Regions from separate parts of the Zea mays genome. Here region 2 is linked to region 1. The links are chromatin contacts, called in public Hi-C maps. All regions are on one chromosome and are shown on one strand. The core of a region is the stretch at or near the end of the contact, and the rest is flanking DNA. Distances in the headings are between cores, read along the strand shown.

Region 1 (7,307 bases), core at 1,483-3,982:
CCTCCATATAATAAATTACTGATTACTGAATATTAGGTGTTAAATAGTTTATATGTGCTTACCATCACTCAGGCAAACATTTGGTTCTGTAGTTTCCTCAAAACCAGCACAAATAGCTTTGAGGACAGCTTTCCTCTCAAGCTTCCCTGTATTCCTTTTGCAGGTTAAAGTCATATAGAGTGGATGTAAGTTTGTGTACCTGCAGAATATTTACCTCGATATTGCCGGTTGTTCACAACAAGTGTAGGCAATATAGTAACATCTCCTCTTGAACCTTTCCCAATCTATACAATATAACAGCACAAATTAACTCATAGATAATGAAGGACGGTAAAAGGTCAATGAAATAGTCTGCAGTGACTGTTATATTTTAAAAAATAAATCTGTGTGCTTTATTTTACTAATAAAAGCTCCACGACAAACTACATAATATGCTAGGTCACTTCACCTGAGCATCTTGTTCCATTTTAAGTAACGGGTGGTCAGAATCAGCATTTGGGTCTCCCATGCATTTATCGACCTTCTTCACATCCAGACCTATTTCAAGTGTAAAAACATTACAGCTGTTACATGTATACTGAAGTGATCAACCATTATATCTGCAAGTTGCATGTCTGATTATATATCATGCTATGAACTGTGAACATCTGAACACTAATTCAAGTGAGAGTAAACATAGATTACTCAGATTAGCAAGTGGGTGCCAAGCATGTTAAAAACTTACAAACATGTTTTTACAAAATATATATACAATGTGGATTCTTAAGTAAGCGAGGAAAGAAAACGGAGCAAACCTAGTGATTTGATGACAGTTTCTGCACATTTTTTATTGTACTTCTTCTCCTTCATTGGACACCTTATGTGAAAATCAGTCACATAATCCCACCAGACCCATGGTTTCTTATTTTCGTTTGCAACTTTAAACACACATAACTGTCTGAGGTTCTCTACCACCACATCCTTTCCTTCGTAGCCTGTGCTAAAATCTTGCTCTGGATCAGGTGCACAGTACCTTCCATGGTTTATGCATTGAGACTTGCATTGTTTACTGATCACAAATGCTTGAGGACAGTACCAAGTAATGTAATGGGGCGTGAATTGGCTATAGCCACCTTTCTCAAGTAGTTGGGCAGCTCCTTTAAATTCCTTAAGAAAATTCATCAGCATATCACATTTAGGCCCGCATTCATCATTGCTGTTTGTCCATAACTCATACTCAACACGGTCATCTGGATGTGGAACAGCCTCCCTCCAATCAAGATTAACATTAACCATTTCCCCATCTTTAACAGCCTTCTTCAACTGGTCACCAAATTTTTCATCTATTAATGCAGAAGGAATGGTTATGTTTTGTATATACTTTGAAGCCTCGTCATCTTCACGAGGTAAATCCATTGTTATCAATGGTTCATCCTTGTCATCAACTACAAGTACTGCAGAGGCACCAGCATTTTGTGCATTCCAAACCTTCTTCGCAAATAAGCACTCTGGAAAACACATATGAAGGAGGAAAACTAGATTACCATGAAGCTTGAAGAAAAAAAAACAGTGATGGGCAGACCCATTGCCAAAGGCTCCCACATGAGTGAGGTCTAGAGAAGGGATAAACCGAGGTAAGCCTCCCCCCGCAAATGCGGACAGGCTGCTTCAAACCCGCGACCTGGTAACTTAGTGACACAGCTCTCACCACTGCACTCAACAGTGACTCAGTGAGACAGCTCTCACCGCAAACAGTGATGATGAAGGTTAAAAGGAAATAAAGGGTATATTTCAGAAGTTACTAGGGATGGTAAAAAAACAGCTAATACAGCAGAAAGTCATATGAGATCAGAGTCAGATTTTTGGCATTCCAGGGAATCAATAATTTCCTAGTTACATATTTTTGTCAAGTGACTCAATGACAGCTAAGATCAGATGGCAATGTCAAAATATCAATGCAGCATTAGAAGACAAATCACCAAAATGGTCTGCAGCACTCTTCACTCGTGCTTACTGATTAGTACTACAACAAAATCTCTGTAATCACCATTCTGCAAGTCTATTCGGTAGCAGCATAAGCCTCTCTACAAACATTCCCAATTATCTGAAACCACCAATTTTATGCCTACAGGAGACTATATTCAGCATCCAATGCATGGATCCACCAATTTATTATCTTAATAATGGAATAAAGATAATAAAAAACATATTTTGGTGTTGCTATTTATAGTGGTGTCAACTTCCTCGCCAGAGAGACTTAGAAAATGCTACACTAGCACCACCTAGTTGTAGTATGCTACAGCCGACAAAACCAGCCAGTAATAATTAATCAATTAGTTTGCAGCTAAGTCTCCAATCACAACTACAAAGCAAAGGGCATGGCACAAATCAGCCGCGCAAAGACAGATCGAGACATCGGGAGCACTTACCACCGCGGTCGATGAGGAGGAACGTGGGCATCGCGCCAGGCTTGGCACGGAAGGGGTGCCTGCCGTCGAAATCGTCGCAAGCCTTGGCGTTGTCCTTAGGGTAGACGACGGCGCCCGCCATGCTCCCGCCGTACTGTGGGATTCCGAAGTTCCCTATAGCGCTGTCGTGTCGTCCCCGCAACGAAGTCGGCGACGTCACCATCAGGCTGTTCTTCTCCACAACGAAGCGCGCCTCCGCCGCCGCCGCCGCGAGCAGCAGAAGCAGCAGCAGCCGAAACGCTTGCGCTCCCATCGCGTGCGAGCTCCGGCGCATCGGAAGCGAGGCCCAACGGAATAAATGCCGATGCAGTTTTTATTTCTTTTTGTTTTATTTTATATTGCCCCACTGATATCTGCCTCTCTCGCGTCGCACTCTCGCACCTCGTGGCTCGCGTGGAGCAGAGTGGAGTGAATGCTGGCCATGGTCAGTTGGTCACCGTGGACTAGGTCTTCCAATCCCTGCTAAAGTTTAGCCCGGCTCACATCAAGCGTTTGACTTTTAAATAAGAGTATGAAATATAGACCCAGCCAACTGGACTAGATTCGTCTCGTCTTTTAATCTTCGGCTGACAAATTAGTTTTATAATCCGACTATATTTAATACCCAGAACGGAGGTTCAAACATTCGATGGGATAGGAGCTAAAGTTTAGTTTGGGGTAACCAAACACCCGCTCTCAGAGACATGTGTAGCCTCCCATAGCCTACGGTAGTCTTTTTGCCATTGAAAAGTGGTTGAATACAGGATTTCTTGCTCTTTTATCTCTTCTCATATTTTAAAATTTACTCTATAAATAGTATCAAACAGTATTATATAAAGTGTCGTGTAACCTATTTTACATAATGTCTTGGAACTTAATATTCTACCTGAAAGTCGACTAGAGGAAGGTGAATAGACGAAACCTAAAAATTATAACTTTAAACTCGAACTTAATCCTTCGATTAGCGGTTAGAACAAGATAAACTTGGAATATTTCTTTCTACGTCTAGAATAGGGCAACAATAGGATAATTAATGTAAAACATGACATGAGGTACTTAAAATTTTTAAAGCGTGTAGATTGCCACAATATAGAAATGATGAATATGCAATCTACCATATGAGAGGAACTTTCTCCAAAGAATGGTGACATAATTTAACAATATTCTTAAGTACTTCTTTTTTTCTATATGACTACACAAGACACAAGAGAAATGATAATTGAAGATACTTGCACTTAAAGACATAAGTGTTACCATCATTCGATTTTCCTCCATGTTGTAGGCTTTGATTTTCCACGCAAGATAATCCTTTATCCCCTACAACATCAATATCTTACTCGAGATGATATGAGTTTTAGATATAATAATTCAAAATAACTTTAGGTCAATCTTAGAGATATAAAACATTGTAGGATTGATAGCTTGAGTTAATAAGAATTGAATTAACCCGCTCAAGCACCTCCAGAGCTTCATATCATCTCCTTTCCCCTACAAAGTTTGTCAAGCATATTTTAGTCCCCATCTCTTGATGGGTCCATCAAGGTTAGTCAACAAAGATCTAGAAACCCAAATATCCTTTGTGCTAACACTTGTTAAACTCATTACCTTTCTAGCACAAGTTGCGATTTTGGATTGCCTAGTTACATATGAATCAATTGACAAGCTAGGAGCAAAATAGTTACCAATGGGACAATCCTTGCATAGATGTCCCTTTCTTCGGCATATGTAGCAAAGGCGAGCTTCATGTTTTGAAGATTTTTTCTCTCCTTGTCCCTTGTTTGCTGCATGGTTAGTAAATATTTTCTTTTCTAAAACTATGCCTTTTTGTTTTACATAAGGACATGACTTAACCATATGTTTATTCTCAGAGCATATAAAACAATTTTTATCATCCTTGTTAATAAACAACCTATTTTCTTTAATATAGGGACATGACCTAATCAAGTGCCCCTTTTCAAAGCATTCACTACACTTCTTATTTTTCTTAGTGTAAAATGTGGCTTAATCATTACTTTGGATGTTACCTTGTATGGAGGCATGGTTGAGGCTTTTAGTAGAGGTGTTGATTTTCTTTTTTTTTTGTTCCCTCCTCTTGACATTCCTCAAGTCCTTGACTTTTTCTTTGAGGGATCTTGTGCATGCCACAGTTGTTCCCGTCTCAAGCTTCTTCACTATGTCATCACGGTTATCTTGAGAAGGTTGAGCTGAAAGTCGCCTAGAGGGGGGTGAATAGGCAAATCTGAAATTTATAAACTTTAAGCACAATCTACAAGCCGGGTTAATGTTAGAATTAAAACCGAGTCCGAAAGAGAGGGCGAAAACAAATCACAAGCAAATAAAGTGGATGACATGGTGATTTGTTTTACCGAGGTTCGGTTCTTGCAAACCTACTCCCCGTTGAGGTGGTCACAAAGACCGGGTCTCTTTCAATCCTTTCCCTCTCTCAAACGGTCACCTAGACCGAGTGAGCTTTTCTCCTCAATCAATTAGGTCACTTAGACCCCACAAGGACCACCACAACTTGGTGTCTCTTGCTTTGATTACAAAGGTGTTGAGAACAAGAATGGGGAAGAAGAAAAGTGATCCAAGCGACAAGAACTCAAATGAACACAAATATCTCTCTCTCACTAGTCACTAAATATTTGGAGTGATTGTGGACTTGGGAGAGGATTTGATCTCTTGTTTGTGTCTTGGAGTGAAGTCTAGAGCTCTTGTATTGAATGCAATGGCTGAAAACTTGGATGCCTTAAAGTGTAGTGGTTGGGGGTATTTATAGCCCCACCCACCAAAATGGCCGTTGGGGAGGCTGTGTGTCGATGGGCGCACCGGACAGTCCGGTGCGCCACCGGATACTGTCCCGTGCGCCAGCCACGTCACCCAACCGTTAGGGTTTGACCATTGGAGCTCTGACAGCTGAGACCACCGGACAGTTCGGTGGTGCACCGGACAGTCACTGTTCACTGTCCGGTGTAGAGATGGCAATGGGTACCCGAAACCCGAAACCCGATGGGTTTTTACCCTATTAGGGTACGGGTTTGGGTCAATTTTCACACCCATGGGTTTGTTAATGGGCATAAATCTATACCCAACGGGTTTATGGGTATGGGTTTGTTCCTATAGTACCCAAACCCGTGAACCCGTGGGTTTTTTAAACCCGACCAAACCTAGTGCATACTGTCATTTTATTTTATAAACGAACAACAAACTTGTTATTCCTTATTTACTTCATAATTTTTATCAATTGGTGAATGTATCAGTAGTCGGTGAGAGTGTTGCTTGCTTGTTATTATAGTTTTTACTAGCGTTATATATGTGGTGGATGGATAACTTAGTGCAAGGTCACTTAATTATACAACTTATTATTTGTATTTTATTCTCTCTACTAATAATTTTTATACCAAATCATGAACTCGTTGTTCATTACAAAGATTTTGGATCATGATCTCATTAATCATTATGATACTTATCGATTATGAGAAGAACAAGTATATTGGAGATGAAACCCGCGGGTAACCCATGGGTACCCGCTAACCCGATGGGTACGGGTTTGGGCAAAATCTCAAACCAGTCATGGGTACGGGTTTTTTAATGGGCATGGATATTTTTCACGGGTACGGGTTTGGGACGGCAAAACCCAACGGGTTTGTACCCGTTGCCATCTCTAGTCCGGTGCGCCTTCTGGCGCCTGCTCTGACTCTGCGCGAACTGTCTGTGCACTGTAGTTGTGTCAGCCGACCGTTGAACTCGACCGTTGCGCTGGCGATCGTTGCTACGCTTGGCACACCGGACAGTCCGATGAATTATAGCGGAGGGCATTTTCCAGAAAACCGAAGGTAGCGAGTTGGAGTTGATCCACCCTGGTGCATCGGACACTGTCTGGTGGCACACCGGACAGTCCGGTGCGCTAGACCAGGGCAGCCTTCGGTTGGCTTTGCTCCTTTCCGTTTTAAACCCTATCTTAGACTTTTTATTGGTTTGTGTTGAACCTTTGGCACCTGTAGAACTAGTTAGTCAAATTATTTGTGTTGGGCAATTCAACCACCAAAATCATTTAGGAAAAGGTTTGACCCTATTTCCCTTTCAATCTCCCCCTTTTTGGTGGTTGATGCCAACACAAACCAAAGCAAACATATAAGTGTATAATTGAACTAGTTTGCATATGGTAAGTGCAAATGTTGCTTGGAATTAAACCAATTTAAACTTTCATAAGATATGCATGGATTGCTTTCTTTCTTTTAACATTTTGGACCACGCTTGCACCACTTGTTTTGTTTTTGCAAATGTTTTTGGAAATTCTTTTTCAAAGTCTTTTTGCAAATAGTCAAAGGTATATGAATAAGATTTCGAGAAGCATTTTTAAGATTTGAAATTTTCTCCCCTGTTTCAAATGCTTTTCCTTTGACTAAACAAAACTCCCCCTTAATGAAATTCTCCTCTTAGTGTTTAAGAGGGTTTTTCAAATTGAAAGAATGTCAAATATTTTAGATACCAAATTTTGAAAAACTCCTCCTTAAAATAGAGATATAGTTTGAGATAGAATTTCTTAGAGGAATACTAATTTCAAAGATACCAATTGAAGAACATGTAAAAACTTAAACTTGTTTCGAAAATTTTTGAAATTGGCGTGGTGGTGTGGTCCTTTTGCTTTGGGCTAATACTCTCTCCCCCTTTGGCATTAATCGCCAAAAACGGAGTCTTTAGAGCCCTTTCTAAATTCTCTCCCCCTTTGGCAAACAATATATGAGTGAAGGATTATACCAAAGTGGAGAGCAATGCAGAGTGAATGTGAAGGGTAAATAATACCGGTAGAGTGGAGTGAAAGCCTTGTCGTCGCCGAAGACTCCATTTCCCTTTCAATCTATGACTTAACATGTAATACTC
Region 2 (7,307 bases), core at 2,281-4,780, 180 kb after region 1:
CTCTCTCCTGGACTTGTTTTAAGTTTTGACGCTAACCCCGGCTTGTAGTGTATGTTTAAAGTTGTAAATTTCAGATTACGCCTATTCACCCCTCCTCTAGGCGACTTTCAGTAACTAAAATCACTAAGAGCGAGACGATCGAGGGAGAACTTGGTCGATTTGTCCTCAACAAAGGAGAGGAGCCACAAGCGACGTACAACCGGCTCAAAACAATGGTCAACCAAGTATGCAACCTCGGGAGCACCAAATGGGATGACCATAAAATGGTCAAGGTTATTCTAAGATCTCTTGTTTTTCGTAATCCTATTCAAGTTCAATTAATTCGTGAAGATCCTAGATACAAACAGATGTCCCCCGAGGAGGTGATTGGCAAGTTCATGAGCTTTGAACTTATGATCAAAGACTCCAAACACATTGTCAACTTGGAGTAAGGCGCCACCTTCACACCTGAGGTGCAACCCGTTGCATTCAAAGCAACAGAAGAGAAGAAGGAAGAGTCTACACCAAGTAGACTCCCAATCAACCCCTCCAAGCTTGATAATGAGGAAATGACTCTTATCATCAAGATCTTCTGGTAAATCCTCAAGCAAAGAAAGGGGAAGCCCGCTTTAAGAGGGTTTGCTACAGGTGTGGTAAGTCCGGTCACTTTATCGCTAAATGTCCATATACAAGTGACAGTGATAGGGACGACGACAAGAAAGGGAAGAAGAAAATGGAGAAGAAAAGATACTACAAGAAGAAGGGTGGCGAGACGCACATGGGACAAGAATGTGATTCTGTCGAGAGCTCCACCGACTCCTCCTTCGATGAGGACGCCGCCAACATCGCCATCAACAAGGGTCTTCTCTTCCCCAACGTCGGCCACAAATGCCTCATGGCTAAGGACGGCAAAAAGAAGAAGGTACATTCTAGAGATACCACCAAATACACTATTTTCGACGATGAGGGTAGCTCTAGTGATAATGAAGATGACTTAACTTCTCTTTTTGCGAACCTTACTAAAGATCAAAAGAAAAAGATAAATGAATTGATAGAAACCATTAACGAGAAGGATGATCTCTTGGAATGCCAAGATGACTTGCTCGTTAAGAAAAATAAGAAGTTTGTTAAACTAAGAAATGATTTTGCTCTTGAAGTAGAAAATATGAAAATTTGTATAAAGAGCTTAACATTTGCAATGATTCAATTTCTTGTCTTAGAACTGAGAATGATAATTTAATTGCTAAGATAGAAAAATTGAATGCTAGTAATGTTTCTACATCTACTATTGAGCATGTCACCATTTGCACTAGACGTAGAGATGCCAATATCGATGCTATAGATGACCACCTTGCTATGATTAACGAACAAAATGATCACATAGCTAAGTTAAATGCTAAAATTACCGAGCATGAGTTAGAAAATGAAAAATTTAAATTTGCTCGTAGCATGCTTTATAATAGGAGACGCCCTAGCATTAAGGATGACATTGGCTTCCAATATAGGAGCCAAAGCAATATCAAACTTAATGCCCCCAATAACAGACTATCTAATTTTGTTAAGGGTAAGGCTCCCATGATTCATGCTAGAGAGGGTTACATTTTATATCATGGGAACTATCCTGAGCACAAAATTAGAAAAATTCATGCTAGAAAATCTTATACTATTTCTCATCATGCTTACATGTATACTAATGAGGCTTCTAGCTCTAGGCATTCAACTCATATCAAAATGCCTAAAAAGAAAATTGCAAATGCATCACATGAACATAACATTTCATTTAAGACTTTTGATGCATCTTTTGTGATAACTAACAAATCAGGCAAGGTAGTTGCCAAATATGTTGGAGGCAAACATAAGAGTCCCAAGACTTGTGTTTGGGTACCCAAGGTGCTTGTTTCTAATGTAAAAGGACCCAAGACCGTTTGGGTATCTAAGAACAAGGTCTAAATTTGTTTTTTAGGTTTATGCATCCAGCGAGACAAGTCAGATAATCGATAGCGGGTGCACAAACCACATGACACGGGAGAAAAGAATGTTCTCCTCATATGAGAAAAATGATGATCCCCAAAGAGCGATTACATTCGGGGATGGAAATAAAGGTTTGGTTAAAGCTTTGGGTAAAATTGTTATATCCCCTGACCATTCCATTTCTAATGTTTTTCTTGTAGATTCTTTAGATTACAACTTGCTTTCAATTTCTCAATTATGTAAAATGGGCTACAACTGTCTCTTTACTGATGTTGATGTTACTGTCTTTAGAAAAAGTGATGATTAAGTAGCTTTTAAGGGAGTGTTAGATTGTCGGCTATATTTAGTTGATTTTAATGATAACAATGTTGAACTAGATACTTGCTTAATTACTAAGACTAATATGGGCTGGCTCTGGCATCGTCGACTTGCTCATGTTGGGATGAAGAATCTTCACAAGCTTATAAAGGAAGAGCATATTTTATGAATAACAAATGTTCATTTTGAGAAAGACAGAATTTGTAGCGCATGTCAAACAGGGAAGCAAGCTGGAGTTCATCATCCATACAAGAATATCATGACGACCGACAGGATAACATATAATATACTTTAGATATGACTTTGATTTTTTTACAAATATTTTGAATAAGATAGACTGGTTAAATTGGATAAAAAAGTCAAATAAATTATAAATTGGAACCGAGGGAGTGGCAAGTTATAGTTTTATATAGGTTTATCTTTTTACTATATCTCAAGCATGCAATCTCTGCATGATTAATCTCGTCATAAAAAACATCACAATTGAACAAAAAACTATAGTTGTACATTAATTACAGAAAGTCATGAATCCAAAACTATAATAAAATTGTACTAAAACATATCATATTATATGTTCACTTTTCCTGCCTACTTCTTTATTCTCTGGCTACTTAACAAGTTATCCTTTCAGTATTCAGTAAGCTTTTCCATCCTCTTCATACTGATATTTCTATTGATTGCTTACTGGCCCGTAGCTTGCTATATTGGTGGCGGTCAATCTGCTATTAGATATGACACATGCCATTCGACAGGTAAGACGGAAAGATGGTAAGCCATTGGCTGGACAAGCTGCCCATTTCTTTCATCACCTTCTTGACAAAGATCTTAAGTGCTTTACATCACATTGCATTTGGTCAATATAAAAATGATGGATACATTGGGAGCAAAATTGGAAACCCTAGCTAGTATTTCTTTTTTAAGATTAATAAGGGTAGATGTATTCATTAGAGCTTAACAAAATTAATTTTTCTATTTTACATTTTCTATGATTTACTATGATCTTTCAAAAAATCAAAAAATAAATATAAAAAAGAATACACAATTTATGAAAACAATCAAGAAAGTCATGGTTTTAGTTTTAGACTATCTCCAACAATTTATCCATATTTATGTTCATATTTAAACTATATTATATAAACAGTATAAAACGGTGTAAAATAATGTTTTGAGGGACATATGAGGTCAATATACAATAAAATGAATTTTCGGACCCCAAATCACACCCACGACAAATATCCGGCAAAACCCGACTCCGCCGAGCCGACTTTAGTGTGCTCGCTGACACAATAGACTATTTTGATTTTTGAATAGTACCAATTACCAAACCAGCCCTGACTCCCTGAGGTTTGACGGAGGTTGGGTTGGATGGGTGGCCCTTCCTCTCCCCGTCGGGAGAACGACGGCGAGGGGAGTGGCGGGAGATCTCCGGCTCCGGCGACATGGAAGGAGCGCCCGAGGTCCTTCGACGAGAAGACCAGGACGGCGTGTTGGCGTAAGGCAGCGGTGCTGTCGGGACGGCACCCGGAACGCTGGCGGCAGGACGCCGTGGGCAACGTGGTCTGCCGCCGTTTCTGGGGCTGCCACGGATGCCTCTGCTACGAGTACGACCACATCGTCCCTTTCTCCAAAGGTCTGCCCCCTTCCCCCCCAGCTCTGCTCGGTTGACAGGACAGTCCTCCAGGGTTTACTATCCAAAGGTCTGCGCCCGAGCTCTCTAGTTGCAACAGGGATGACGAAACCCTTAGCTAGACTGCTGGAGGCTCAGTTTCTTGTGCAGTAGCTAAAAAAGCGAGATGGCGAGCGTGATAGCATTTGGGCAGGAGATGCTCTAATGCCTCAACAGGAAGGAAATGACTTGACTTCCACTTTCTCTGAACCAATGCCGATAGTATCTTTATTCTTGGACCCTGTAAGACAAAGATGTTGAATAATTAGATAAAGTCCAGATTAAATTTCGAATATATATCATGACCAAATCAGAAGAACTGAAGTAAAAAGTCAAATCAGATAATGCGTACTGATCAGACATACTAGTTAACGGCGTGGGCCGGAATCAGCAGGGTCGACGAAGTCGAAGCAGCGAAATCAGCAGGGTCGACGAGGTCAGAAGATCACGAGCAGTCGCGTGAGGACGCTTCCCAAAAACCTTATTCGCCCTCTCCCGGTGCAGGATCTCGAGGGCGAAGGGTTCTGGAGACATGCTCTCCTGATCGCAGATGCACGTCTGCGGTCGGGATGAAGAGAACTGAAGGCGGCTCAGCTGTGAAGAGAGGCGAAAGCGAAAACTGGGATGATTTGGATGCTGGCTGCCAGGCGCCTTTTATAGGGCCGAGTCCGCGAACAGATTACTATCTTCGATCCTATCCGCCCGCGAAAATCTCGCGTTCAGTTTAGATTTTATAGCGATCAGTTAGGATTCTCAACTTAATAGCCAAGCAACCAAAAATTCAAACGGCAAAAGGAAGGCGCGCCCCGCAAGGCGAGGGGCCGGATTTCGGCGGACCATTCACGCGCATGTCGTGCGCCCACGCCCTTCGCCCCGCCCCGCCCAGGCGAGGCGAGGCGAGCGAGCGCGCGCGCGTGTGGCTCTCCACACTCTCTCCTCTCATCCATGACTTGGTGAGTGAGTGTGACTTCCATATTTAAGCTAGCTCCATTCCACTAGGACTAGCAATATGGTGCTATTGGTTCCACCATTCCCTAGCCATACACATATATGGGCTTTTGAGATTTTCCTGGGATTTAATTGAGTTTCTCAATTGGGCCTAGCCCATAAATCCTAACAATCCCCACCAGATCTCAAATGCCCATCTGCAGTTTTTGCCACTGTTCACTACTGTTTAATATACTAGTGTTTCAGCAGAGACTGTTAAGTTGAACTTCCGGCTAGAACTCCAAGCTACACCAACCCACAACTTGGACAATGGACTATGCCTTGAATTGCAAGTTTTGTGTGAATGGGTTTCACTTGAAGTCATGACCAGTACTTGGTTACCAGTAGTCCCCTTCTCGGTAGAGCATATACGTCGTACTCCAAGGTCTCTTCATGAGTTTACTAGAGATCAACCAGATCTCATAGACCGCGATGTTAGACAGTCTAACTCATATAGGTGTGTTCTTTCAATAATGTTCTGCAGGACAACATCTTTGCTAATATAAGCCAACAAAACACATTAAGGCACAAAGCCAACCTGCCTTACAGCATTTGAGAGTATTGCATCTTTACTTTGAGAGGGTCAAAGGTTACTCTCCTCAGTTCACCAATGGCTTGTTCTTCCCAGGACCTAATTCACGGGATCTCCGATCACATAGACTGGGTTTCCACCATGGCAACTTATACGGGTCTCATACCCATCTTTCTTGATGCGATTTCTATCACATTACGTGGTAGTCCCTTGGTAAAAAGATCTGCCAGATTTTTATCTGTTGAAATATAAGTCACACTTATAACTCCGGAGTTTCTCAACTTTCTAACAGACTTCAATCGTCTTTTGACATGTCTTGATGACTTCCCATTATCCTTAGAACTTGTCACTTTAGCAATCAATGTCTGATTGTCACAGTTCATAAGGATAGCTGGTATTGATTTCTCAACCACCGGCAAGTCCAACAAGAGTTCACGCAACCATTCTGCCTCAACGGTTGCTGTGTCAAGTGCAGTTAGCTCGGCTTCCATGGTTGACCTCGTCAAGATGGTCTGCTTGCATGACCTCCATGATACCGCACCTCCACCAATAGTAAAGACATAACCACTGGTGGCATAAAGCTCGTCTGCATCACATATCCAGTTCGAATCACTATATCCTTCAAGTACTGCATGTTGACCAGAATAGTGAATTCCATAATTCATTGTACCTTGCAAGTAACGCATAACCCGCTCAAGTGCATGCCAATGATCAGTCTCGGGGTTTAACATGAACCTACTCAATTTGCTCACAGCAAACGAGATATCAGGCCTTGTTGCACCAGCAAGATACATGACTGAACCGATGATCTGAGAGTATCTCAATTGGTCTAAACCAATTCTCTTGTTCTTTCGTAGTGTCACACTGGGATCATAAGGTGTTGAAGAAGGTTTGCAATCAGAGAAGCCAAATCGCTTCAAAACCTTTTCAACATAGTGAGATTGCGAGAGAGTAATCCCACCATCTGCCTTAATCAGCTTGATGTTTAGAATCACATCAGCTTCCCCAGATCTTTCATATCAAAACTCTTTGATAGAAAATACTTGACCTCATTGATCACATCAATGTTTGTGTCAAATATCAGTATATCATCGACATATAAGCACAATATAACTACTTTGCCCCCACCATAGCGATAATATACACACCTGTCTGCCTCATTAATGGCAAAGCCTGCAGACGTTAGAGTCGTGTCAAACTTCTCATGCCACTGCTTTGGTGCTTGCTTCAGACCATACGGAGATTTCAATAACTTGCACACCTTGCTTTCTTAACCCTTTACTACAAATTCATCAGGTTGTTCCATATAGATTTCCTCGTCCAGCTCTACATTAAGAAAAGCTGTCTTTACATCCATCTGATGAACAAGGAGACCATACGAGGCAGCCAAGGAAAGTAGTACTCGAATAGTAGTCATTCTAGCAACATGTGAGTAAGTATCAAAGAAGTCTTCTCCTTCTTTTGAGTATAGCCTTTAGCCACAAGCCTAGCCTTGTACTTCTCAATTGTACCATCAGGCTTGAGCTTCTTTTTAAACACCCACTTACAACCCACAGGTTTATATCCATAGGGTCGATCAGTGACTTCCCACGTACCATTTGAAAGAATGGAGTCCATCTCATTATGAACTGCTTCTTTCCAATCATCTGCATCTGGAGATGCAAATGCTTCTACAATGGTAGTAGGAGTATCGTCCACAAGGTACACAATGAAATCATCACCAAAGGATTTTTCAACCCTTTGTCTCTTGCTCCTTTTAGGAGCATCATTGTCATCCTCCTCTAGGACAATTTCATGTAGCTGTTCAAAACTCTCAATAGGTGTACTATGTTCAGGAGTTATCTCAGAAGAGTA

Evidence for each region. Hi-C and Micro-C count contacts between places; a contact is called where the count stands out from the background.
Region 2: a Hi-C map of leaf shows a contact between it and region 1, with 2.7 times the contacts expected there. The contact joins the promoter of LOC100277163 here to the promoter of LOC100191845 in region 1. A contact is called at or near these places in 7 of 25 Hi-C or Micro-C datasets (ear, endosperm, leaf and 1 more).

The regions. Positions count from the first base shown.
Region 1 is chr5:40,435,171-40,442,477 of Zm-B73-REFERENCE-NAM-5.0, forward strand. LOC100191845 reads right to left here and starts at 2,733. Exons shown (of 12, transcript NM_001137269.1): 1 at 2,409-2,733; 2 at 795-1,487; 3 at 449-537; 4 at 215-284; 5 at 63-146. The coding sequence starts at 2,721.
Region 2 is chr5:40,615,735-40,623,041 of Zm-B73-REFERENCE-NAM-5.0, forward strand. It overlaps LOC100277163, which reads left to right and starts at 3,531. Exons shown (of 3, transcript NM_001407176.1): 1 at 3,531-3,898. The coding sequence starts at 3,634.